2 separate regions of the Triticum aestivum genome follow, and region 2 is linked to region 1. Evidence: chromatin contacts called from public Hi-C data. All regions are on one chromosome and are shown on one strand. Each heading gives the region's core, a stretch centred on a gene start, on an enhancer-like site or on the middle of the called end of the contact. The rest is flanking DNA. Distances are from core to core; before and after follow the strand shown.

The links. Hi-C and Micro-C count contacts between places; a contact is called where the count stands out from the background.
Region 2: a Hi-C map of leaf shows a contact between it and region 1, with 5 times the contacts expected there. The contact joins the promoter of LOC123097953 here to the promoter of LOC123097952 in region 1. A contact is called at or near these places in 4 of 5 Hi-C or Micro-C datasets (leaf and an unstated tissue).

The regions. Positions count from the first base shown.
Region 1 is chr4D:365,513,959-365,518,159 of IWGSC CS RefSeq v2.1, reverse strand. It overlaps LOC123097952 (LRR receptor-like serine/threonine-protein kinase FEI 1), which reads left to right and starts at 1,939. Exons shown (of 14, transcript XM_044519811.1): 1 at 1,939-2,245; 2 at 2,717-2,921; 3 at 3,013-3,148; 4 at 3,338-3,409; 5 at 3,511-3,582; 6 at 3,808-3,879; 7 at 4,100-4,171. The coding sequence starts at 2,828.
Region 2 is chr4D:365,831,472-365,835,731 of IWGSC CS RefSeq v2.1, reverse strand. It overlaps LOC123097953 (SH3 domain-containing protein 2), which reads left to right and starts at 1,689. Exons shown (of 10, transcript XM_044519812.1): 1 at 1,689-2,521; 2 at 2,931-3,047. The coding sequence starts at 2,462. LOC123097954 (protein ENHANCED DOWNY MILDEW 2) reads left to right here. Exons shown (of 10, transcript XM_044519814.1): 10 at 1-411.

The sequences.
Region 1 (4,201 bases), core at 690-3,189:
TTCGTGTCTCCAAATTCAGTTGACTACATCGACACTTGCAGCGCGTTTGGTTCTCGGATGTGGCTCATTTTTAAGAGTGATGTTGTTCACTTGTGCCCAATATGAAAGTGCAAAAAATTTAGCGAAACAAGAAAATAGTAATGCGGTTGACTTAGATATATGTCGACGTTCACTTGACCCCGTCTCTACTGTCCACTCTCGTTCATAAAAAATGTTGAAAAAAAGACAACAAAACTTGTTTTTGTAAAATTTACGTCCGACAAAAAAACCATGAAGTTCAGTTGCCGGTTTGCTTCAGTGCGATTTTCAGTCTAAAGCAGTGCGGTTTTCTGTCGGACGAAGTTCACTCATCGATTTGGGTGTCGCGAAAAAATAATGTCCGCATTTCAGTAATTTTAAAATCGCTCTAAAACCATAAGGATTTAGAGAGAGTGTTCTACATGAAAAAGTTGTGTCTCGTCGATATCTTTCCAACGGTGTATCATTTGAATCATCCCGGCAAGCAATTTGTAAAAATTCGCGAAAAAACGGCCACTGTCACTCCTCGTCCGCCACATCATTTTCAAAATTAATTCAAAACCATAAGGACTCTTAAAAACATTTGTACATATGGAAGTTGCGCCTCGTCCATACCTTTCCAACGGCGTATCACACCCTCGTTTCGACAAACGGTTAAAAAGCTGTAGCAAAAACAGTACAAAAGATATTAGATAGACTAGATTTTTTTGAATTTACGAGCATTTCTTTAAAATACGAATATTTTTTGAAAACACGAACAATTTTTAGAAACCCATGTGGTATTGCAGCGAACATTTTTTGAAACACAAACATTTTTCGAACTTTTATTTTTTAAAAATATTGGGAGGTACTCCAGCGAACAACTTTCTAAAACGCAATTTTTTTCCAAATTTGTGAGCATTTCTTTAAAACACGAATATTTTTCTAAGTTGAAACTTTTTGGAAACACGAACAATTTTGAAAACCTAGGAGGTACTCTAGTGAACATATTTTTAAACACAAACATTTTTCGAACTTTGAGCATTTTTTGAAACTGGGAGGCACTGTAGCTAACAATTTTTAAGATGCAAATATTTTTTCAAATTCGTGAGCATTTATTTAAAACAAGAATATTTTTTGAATTCCAACATTTGTTGAAAGTGTCGAACTATTTTTGAAAACCTAGGAGGTACTGTAGTGCACATTTTTTAAACTTTGAATGGTTTTTGAAACTGAGAGGTACTGTAGCGATTTTTGATGTTGTTGAATGCAATAACATTTTCTCCATGCATCGATCAAAACGAAGAGGGACACATGACTTAGTCAACGATCCCAGGGGTTGACTTGTCACATCAGCGAATACCAGCGAACCGCTCCCAAGGTTCAAAATAGTCCAGAATCAATGAATTCGGTGTGTTGATTTCAGGGATTGGGAGTTCAGGATTCGATTTATCTTTCGTCTACAAGTTTAAGGTTTGTTTTGGATTTTTTTCAAAAAAAGAGCCCTCTCCGCAGCAAAGAATCCGCCGCTTTTCTCGTGCAAGTGAAGAGAGAGATGTCGTTGTCACTTTGCGTGCCATAATACAAGCCCATTTTCTGGGGTATAAGTACAAACACCTTAACCCAATGATAACTGCTAAACAGCAATACGGACAACGAACTTGCTCTAAGCACAAGATTTTTCTTTAATAACAATATATAAAATCAATAAATCTAATCAGACAAATTCCGTATATCATGCAAGGCAATCTGGTAACTGAGCGATTAGCTGTTCGTCCCGTGTGGTGTGCCGCCGTCGCTGACGCCGTGCGCGGACAAAACCGCACTCTCTCACGCTCACTGCTACGACTACTCGCTCCCGCTCCAGCCCCACTCCCACACCCACCGCCACGGCGCCACGGCGCCACCGTCTGCCTAATCTCCTCGGACCCATTTACCCTCCCCCCTCACTCTGCCCAGTGCTCAGTGCTCTCAGCTCTGCTCACCACCACCACAGTGACCACACCACACCACACCACATCCAGTGCCGCTTCTTCCCACTCCCCAGCTCACATCCTCCGTCTCCCCCACCGCTAATCGTCGGTACCTCTGTTCCCCGAGCTCCTCTTCTTCCTCGAGTCCCGACCTACCAATCCCAACCCAACGCGGCTCTACCGCCCGCCGCCGCGCCGTAGCAGCCTAGCGTCGCCGCCGTCCTCCTCGCCGCAAGATCGCGCTCCTGCTGTCTCCGCCCCGCTGAGGGTTTGAGGTATGGGCTCATTCCCATCCAGTGATGCTCTTAGCTAAACCCCACCGAGCTCCAGGATTTCTGCTCTGGGCGTGCCGCTCACGCCATCTAGATCCGCTACTGGTTCCCGATTTGAGAAACGAGCCTGCCTAATGCTTCCGCCCTGTAGATTTATTTTCTTGGATTTGGGGAATCTCGAAATCAGATGCTTGAAGGCAACTAGTTCAGTTAGCCTGAAAGGATTATTTTTTGCATAAAAAGGCTGAAAATGTTGCTTCAGTTAGTTCCCATACCATCTCGAAAAAAAGTTAGCTCCCATATCATGGCCGCCAATTTCGTGCGAAAGCCCCGGACGCCGTTATCTCGAAAAATACCGCATTTGATCTGCTATTTTTTCTCCGCCGTTCAAGGCTTAAGATTTCTCTGAGCGCGTCTTTAGTTTGTTACTACTCCTATATGATTGTTGATTTGTTTTGCTTTTCACCATTGCAGGGTTGGTTGGTTGGGTTCTCTCCGATTGTAAAGATGCATACCGTATTTCCTCATTCATGACCTCTGGAATATGCTCTAGTCACCCTTGTATGCTCCACCAGGTGGTGACAAATGGGCTATTTTCTCAGAAATCAGCCCAGTTTCCTCTTTATTCTGATCATCCTGCACTTTGGGGCCCGTGCAGCAAGAGCGCTAAGTTCAGATGGTATGTGATGATGGTTGTGGCTGCTCACGGACCATTTGATTTGTTTTTCCTGCTTATCCAATACTGATCTTGCACGAACTATTTCATACAGGTGAAGCACTTCTCGCCTTTAAGAAGGCAATCACAAATTCAGATGGGATCTTTCTAAATTGGCACGAACAAGACGCGGATCCCTGCAACTGGAAGGGTGTTAAATGCGATGGTCACAGCAAGAGAGTGATTTATCTGTAAGAAACAAGAAACCACTCTGTATATTAACTCTGCTTGGTGTCATTTGCTCAACTTCTTAACCTATCCACTCACTGTTTTCCTTCAGTTATTTGGTGTTCATATTGTGGACATCATTTCCTAGTTTCAATTCATATTCAGTATTTTGTGTTGCATTGCCATAAGGTCACTCACTGCCTTCCATTTAGGATTCTCCCATATCACAAGTTAGTCGGGCCCATACCACCAGAAGTTGGAAGGCTAAATCAGCTTCAGACTTTGTAAGTGTGTTCACCTTCTCCTTTTTGCATTTCTTAACTACTTCCCGCCTTGTATATTAAAGAACTTGGTCTTTGATATAAATGTGATTTTATGTCATTAGATCACTACAGGGGAACAGTTTGTATGGTTCACTCCCTCCCGAGCTAGGAAATTGTACCAAGTTGCAACAACTGTAAGTTTTATAGTAATTCTGATTGCTACATATGTTTTTTTCTTCCATCGAATGGATGTTGGATGCTGCAACTGATAATTAATGATCATGAGGATAGCCAGTCATTTACTGTTTTGGTCACAAGCTTCTTGTATCTGTGCCAGAGAACTTCTAGCATGTAATTTTTGCTTTTATTTCTTCTGTGAAATCAGGCTCTTTTTTCGTCTGTTGTGAAATGACTTGCAGATATCTACAAGGAAATTATATAAGTGGATATATCCCTTCGGAATTTGGTGATCTGGTTGAGCTCGAGACATTGTGAGTCCTCTGTGTAGTTTTAGCTTATTTATTAAATTTGATTATTAATTTCGCATCAGATAAATACCTCATGCTAGACTAATGTCACTACATCTGCTATGGGTCATACAAGAAGGCTTGAACACAAATTATATGTATTGAAATGTAGATAAATTCACTTTCCCTGTTTAAGTAATTTAGATATTACTTCCTATTTCTGAAATATGTTTATTTTATCCAGGGACTTATCCAGCAATACGTTGAAGGGATCAATCCCGCATTCTCTTGATAACCTGACCAAACTTGCATCATTGTAAGTGCTTTTTTTTATGTCCATAAGCTG
Region 2 (4,260 bases), core at 440-2,939, 320 kb before region 1:
CTGTTGCGAAAAATATGGCCGGACCTGTGGTGGCCTCCCTCCATGATTTATCTTCCAACTTGTTGGAGAAAGGAAGCTTGTCTTGGGCTCTCGGCGAATCGCAAAGAGTGAAGTGAAAACTTTGGTGTCGTCTATGACAGACAACATTTATCTGCAGTCTTGCATCATTCATGTGTTGATGTGTTGATGTGGTTTATGTCCGGTGACCGTGAAACCGCTTTTGTGTGTAGCTTGACATTGTTATTTCTTACATTGCCAGAATTTGGACATTAATCAGGTAGTATGAACCGCCATTAAGACGACGCAGATGCGAGTCATCATGATAGAAATGTGCTGGCATGTCACCGGCAGGGGTCTTTCCTCCCCTTGCCCTTATCTGGTTGGTGCTTCTAATGCTAGTTTCATTTGGTTGCCCCTGGCTTGCTGTGATGATGGATGCAGGTCACACGCAGGTGCCAATCTGAACCAGCTCAGCTGAGGGCGACACTTTGCTGGGCCGCGTTGTTTACAGTTGAGCATATCATTTTTCTGTTTGGCCAGTGCTTTGCTGAGTCTGTCATGACCGGGATGGGTTGCAACGTGGCGAGTTAAGCAACTCTGAGAGCTTACCTCAGGAAGCACTCGGTTGAGATGACACGACGGTCACAAATATTTTACTGGTGAGATGAGATTAGATGACGGGGTAGGCTTGACCTCGCAGAGCCACGCGCCTACGCCGACGCGAGAGCGACCGAGCACAAGAGCGCTTGGCTGGCACCTGGCAGCAGTCAAAAGCCGGCCACCAGCACCATCTCATCCCTGGTGGTGTCGTCAGCGGAATGGCCGGCGTCTTAAACAAAAAACGAGCACGATGGCCGGCGAGTAGAACAAAATACAAAGATTTTGTCCGATGCAGATTAGATAAGCTGCGGGCCGCGGTGAGATGGCTGCAAGAAAAGCTCGAGACTCGCGAGCCGCTCAAAATCGACTCGAATTTTAGCTTGACTCGAAAATAAACGAGCTAAGTTTGGACATTTTATGTAACTCGACTAAGAAACGAGCCGGTCTCGAGTCAATACTAGCTTGCTCGATTTTAGCGCGATAGATCGACGCCTCGACATGATATCATTATGTTGAATGATCATGCCATATATTAATTGGAAATAAGATAATTTATTACCATATATGTTGCCCTTGTCCATGATTTTCTCTAGTTTCTTTACGAACAAATATGAAAGTTTAATTAAGTGCAAAGAAGATTTAGGCCTTATTTCTTTCAAAAAATATTTAGGTCTTGGGCCAATAATTTTTTCCCAATTATATGTCTATCGCGAATCATTATATTATTTGGGTACTAAACTTTCGGTTATGAGAGAATACGTCAAAATACTTTGAAGAAATTTAGATTATCATCATCTTGATTGGAGTAATAAATTTTTAGTGCTTTCTCATGTCGTGTTGACCCTTTTCTAGTTGGGATATTCATCATAGATTTATGATTCTCATTTTGCTCGAAACTAACTTGAGATCAACTCGAGATCGTTATAAGCTGAGCACGAGTCATGTTTTACAGCTCGGCTTTGAGCTTCACTCGGTTTGAGCTCGCTCGAATTTTTATATGAGTTGAGCTAAGCCAACTTCAACTCGTTCGAACTCGACTCGTTCGCGGGGGTGTTCGGCGAGACGTGCGGCACCAAGTCCACCACCACCACCACCACCATCATCGTCACCGCCACCACAGCAACCCAACAAACCGCGGAGAGGCGAGGGGCGGTTGCTCTACTGCTGCTCCCTCCTACCGCTGTACCGGCGCCGCGCTACTGCGCTCCGCCGCCGGCCCCTTCTAGCGCTTCGCTTCGCGTCGTGTAGCAGGAGAGTGCTACCAGCGGGTCGCAATGGCGTGGGACTAACGCGCGGCTCGGCTCGGCTCGACGGTCCGGATCAATTCCGTCACACGCCCAGCGTTCTCGCTTTCTCTGGAAACCGGAACACTCTCATTTGGCCATTTCTACGGTCCAGCTTAGCGGTTCGCTCTACAGTTTGGTCGGCAGCCGTCACCGTCGTCGGCCGGCGCGCTCCGTGCCCGCCGCCGCCGCCGCCTCGGTTGCGGTTGCCAGGCAGCTACTTACCTTACCGCCAGAGCGACCACGGCAGCAGCTACTGCCTCCCGCTTCCGCTTCCGCACCAACCCCACCACCACCACCACCACCACCATCGTCACCGCCACCACAGCAACCCAACAAACCGCGGAGAGGCGAGGGGCGGTTGCTCTACTGCTGCTCCCTCCTACCGCTGTACCGGCGCCGCGCTACTGCGCTCCGCCGCCGGCCCCTTCTAGCGCTTCGCTTCGCGTCGTGTAGCAGGAGAGTGCTACCAGCGGGTCGCTCCGCTTTCCCCAGCCGCTCTCCTATTATTCCCCCAATTCCTATCTACCGCCGGAGAGGCGCCGTTCGCTTTTGATCGATCCTATCGGTCGGCGCGGATGGAGGCGCTCAAGAAGCAGGCCAGCAAGCTGCGGGAGCACGTCGCCAAGCAGCAACAGGTACGGGTTCCCTTCCCAAATTCCACAAATTCAGCCTCCCGCTGATCACCGGGTCGCCGGAATTTCGCCCGGAAGTAGAAATAGGGTTCTTCCCCCGGCAATTGCTCCGCCACTCAATTCCACACAGAGTTAGTTTGAGAATTTTTGAGGTTATGGGTAGTGACCACTGTATTGGGAGAACAGAACAGAACAGCAGCCATTGGAAGGGAGGGAGTGAGTTGCATATCTATTCTTTAGGTTTCTGACACTAATCTGGACCTACTCATTTCTTGTACGTTTGACTGTGGATACCCACTTATTCGGCAGCTGAGCCTAATTTTACTTGGTCCAATAGAATGAATGGTTCGAGCATCATATGCCATGCTTCTTTGCCTGTTCCACTCTTGAGAGAGTTACATTTACGTTGCAGGCGGTTCGCAAGACGTTCAGCGCACGCCATAATCAAGACACTTCGCTTGTTGATGAAGCTGAACTTGAGTGCCACCAGAATCTCCAGAAGCTTTATAATACCACAAGAGCAGCTAAAGTATGCCTTCCTTCGGTTTGTTACCTGTGATAGATAAGAGATTACTTACGGTACATTGTACTACTGAGTTTTAGGTGTAGTATTAAGTTAATCCAACGATTGATATGGTTCGCCTAAAAGCTCAGCTTGAGGATAGCTTGGTAATTTCCGACTAGGCTAATATTCTCAGCTTTGGGTTCTCTCACCCGATCGATTCAATGCCTCCAATAATCCAGAAGGAACAGGAAAATTAACTGCTCACAACCACATGACCTTGCCTCCCTGCAAACGATCCCAATATAGCTCCGCCGTATGTGACGATCGCCGCCACACGTGATGAGCGCAGCTGTATGCCCGCTCCTCCCTTGCGCCGCCACTGTCAGGTGAGAAGCTGCTGCACGGAAGGTCGACGAGGAGGGCGATGCCGCCAATCGCTGCTCGTTGTCTCCCTTAGCAGTAGCTGATCACTAGAGCTCCTAAGTAATCATGAACTTTAGCACTAAATTTTGTACATTTTGTTCTAATGATGAAGCATGGAATCCAAGAGCTCATGCAAAACTTTAGCACTAGTCTGGTCACTGATCTTAGCAGTAGCTGGATGATGCGTGTTACATGTAGGCTACCACAAAGAGCTTACAGGCTATAAAATAACAGCATCACATGTTACATAGCGAATTTGGGACACAAATGAATCAGTTCCACTACTGTTTTGTAACTTCAGAGAGAAACAGTGTGTACGACACGTTCAATCCATGTCCTTATCCAACCATATAAGTTCCACAAAAAACTGTTTCGCTCGACGCCAATTCCAAATCCAAGCCTAAACAAGCGTGGACGTCGAACTCGACGGAAGGCAAAGTGTGATGTGCTTGGCGGCCAGGCGATGGAGAGCAGCATGCTCTCGCGCCTAGACCCGCGTACCCCGCACCCACTACGATTCATCCCCAACCCGATGTGGGCCACCACCACTCCACCAACAGCATGAACGGCAGCTCCGGCGGCATCCCTCCAGCCGTCGCCCAGCTCGTGGATTACCAGCAGAAGCTGGATGCTGGACTGCCCGAAGTGCCCTCCATGCCTGAATATACTACAAGAATTCTAGTGTAGTATTGTTATTATATCTTAGCCGCTGCATCATAAAAATAAACGGCATAGAATAATTTAATGTACTGTAAAAGGACTCAAAGATAACTAGTCTAGCCGATTGTTGTAAAGTGAATTGGTTGTGTCTCAT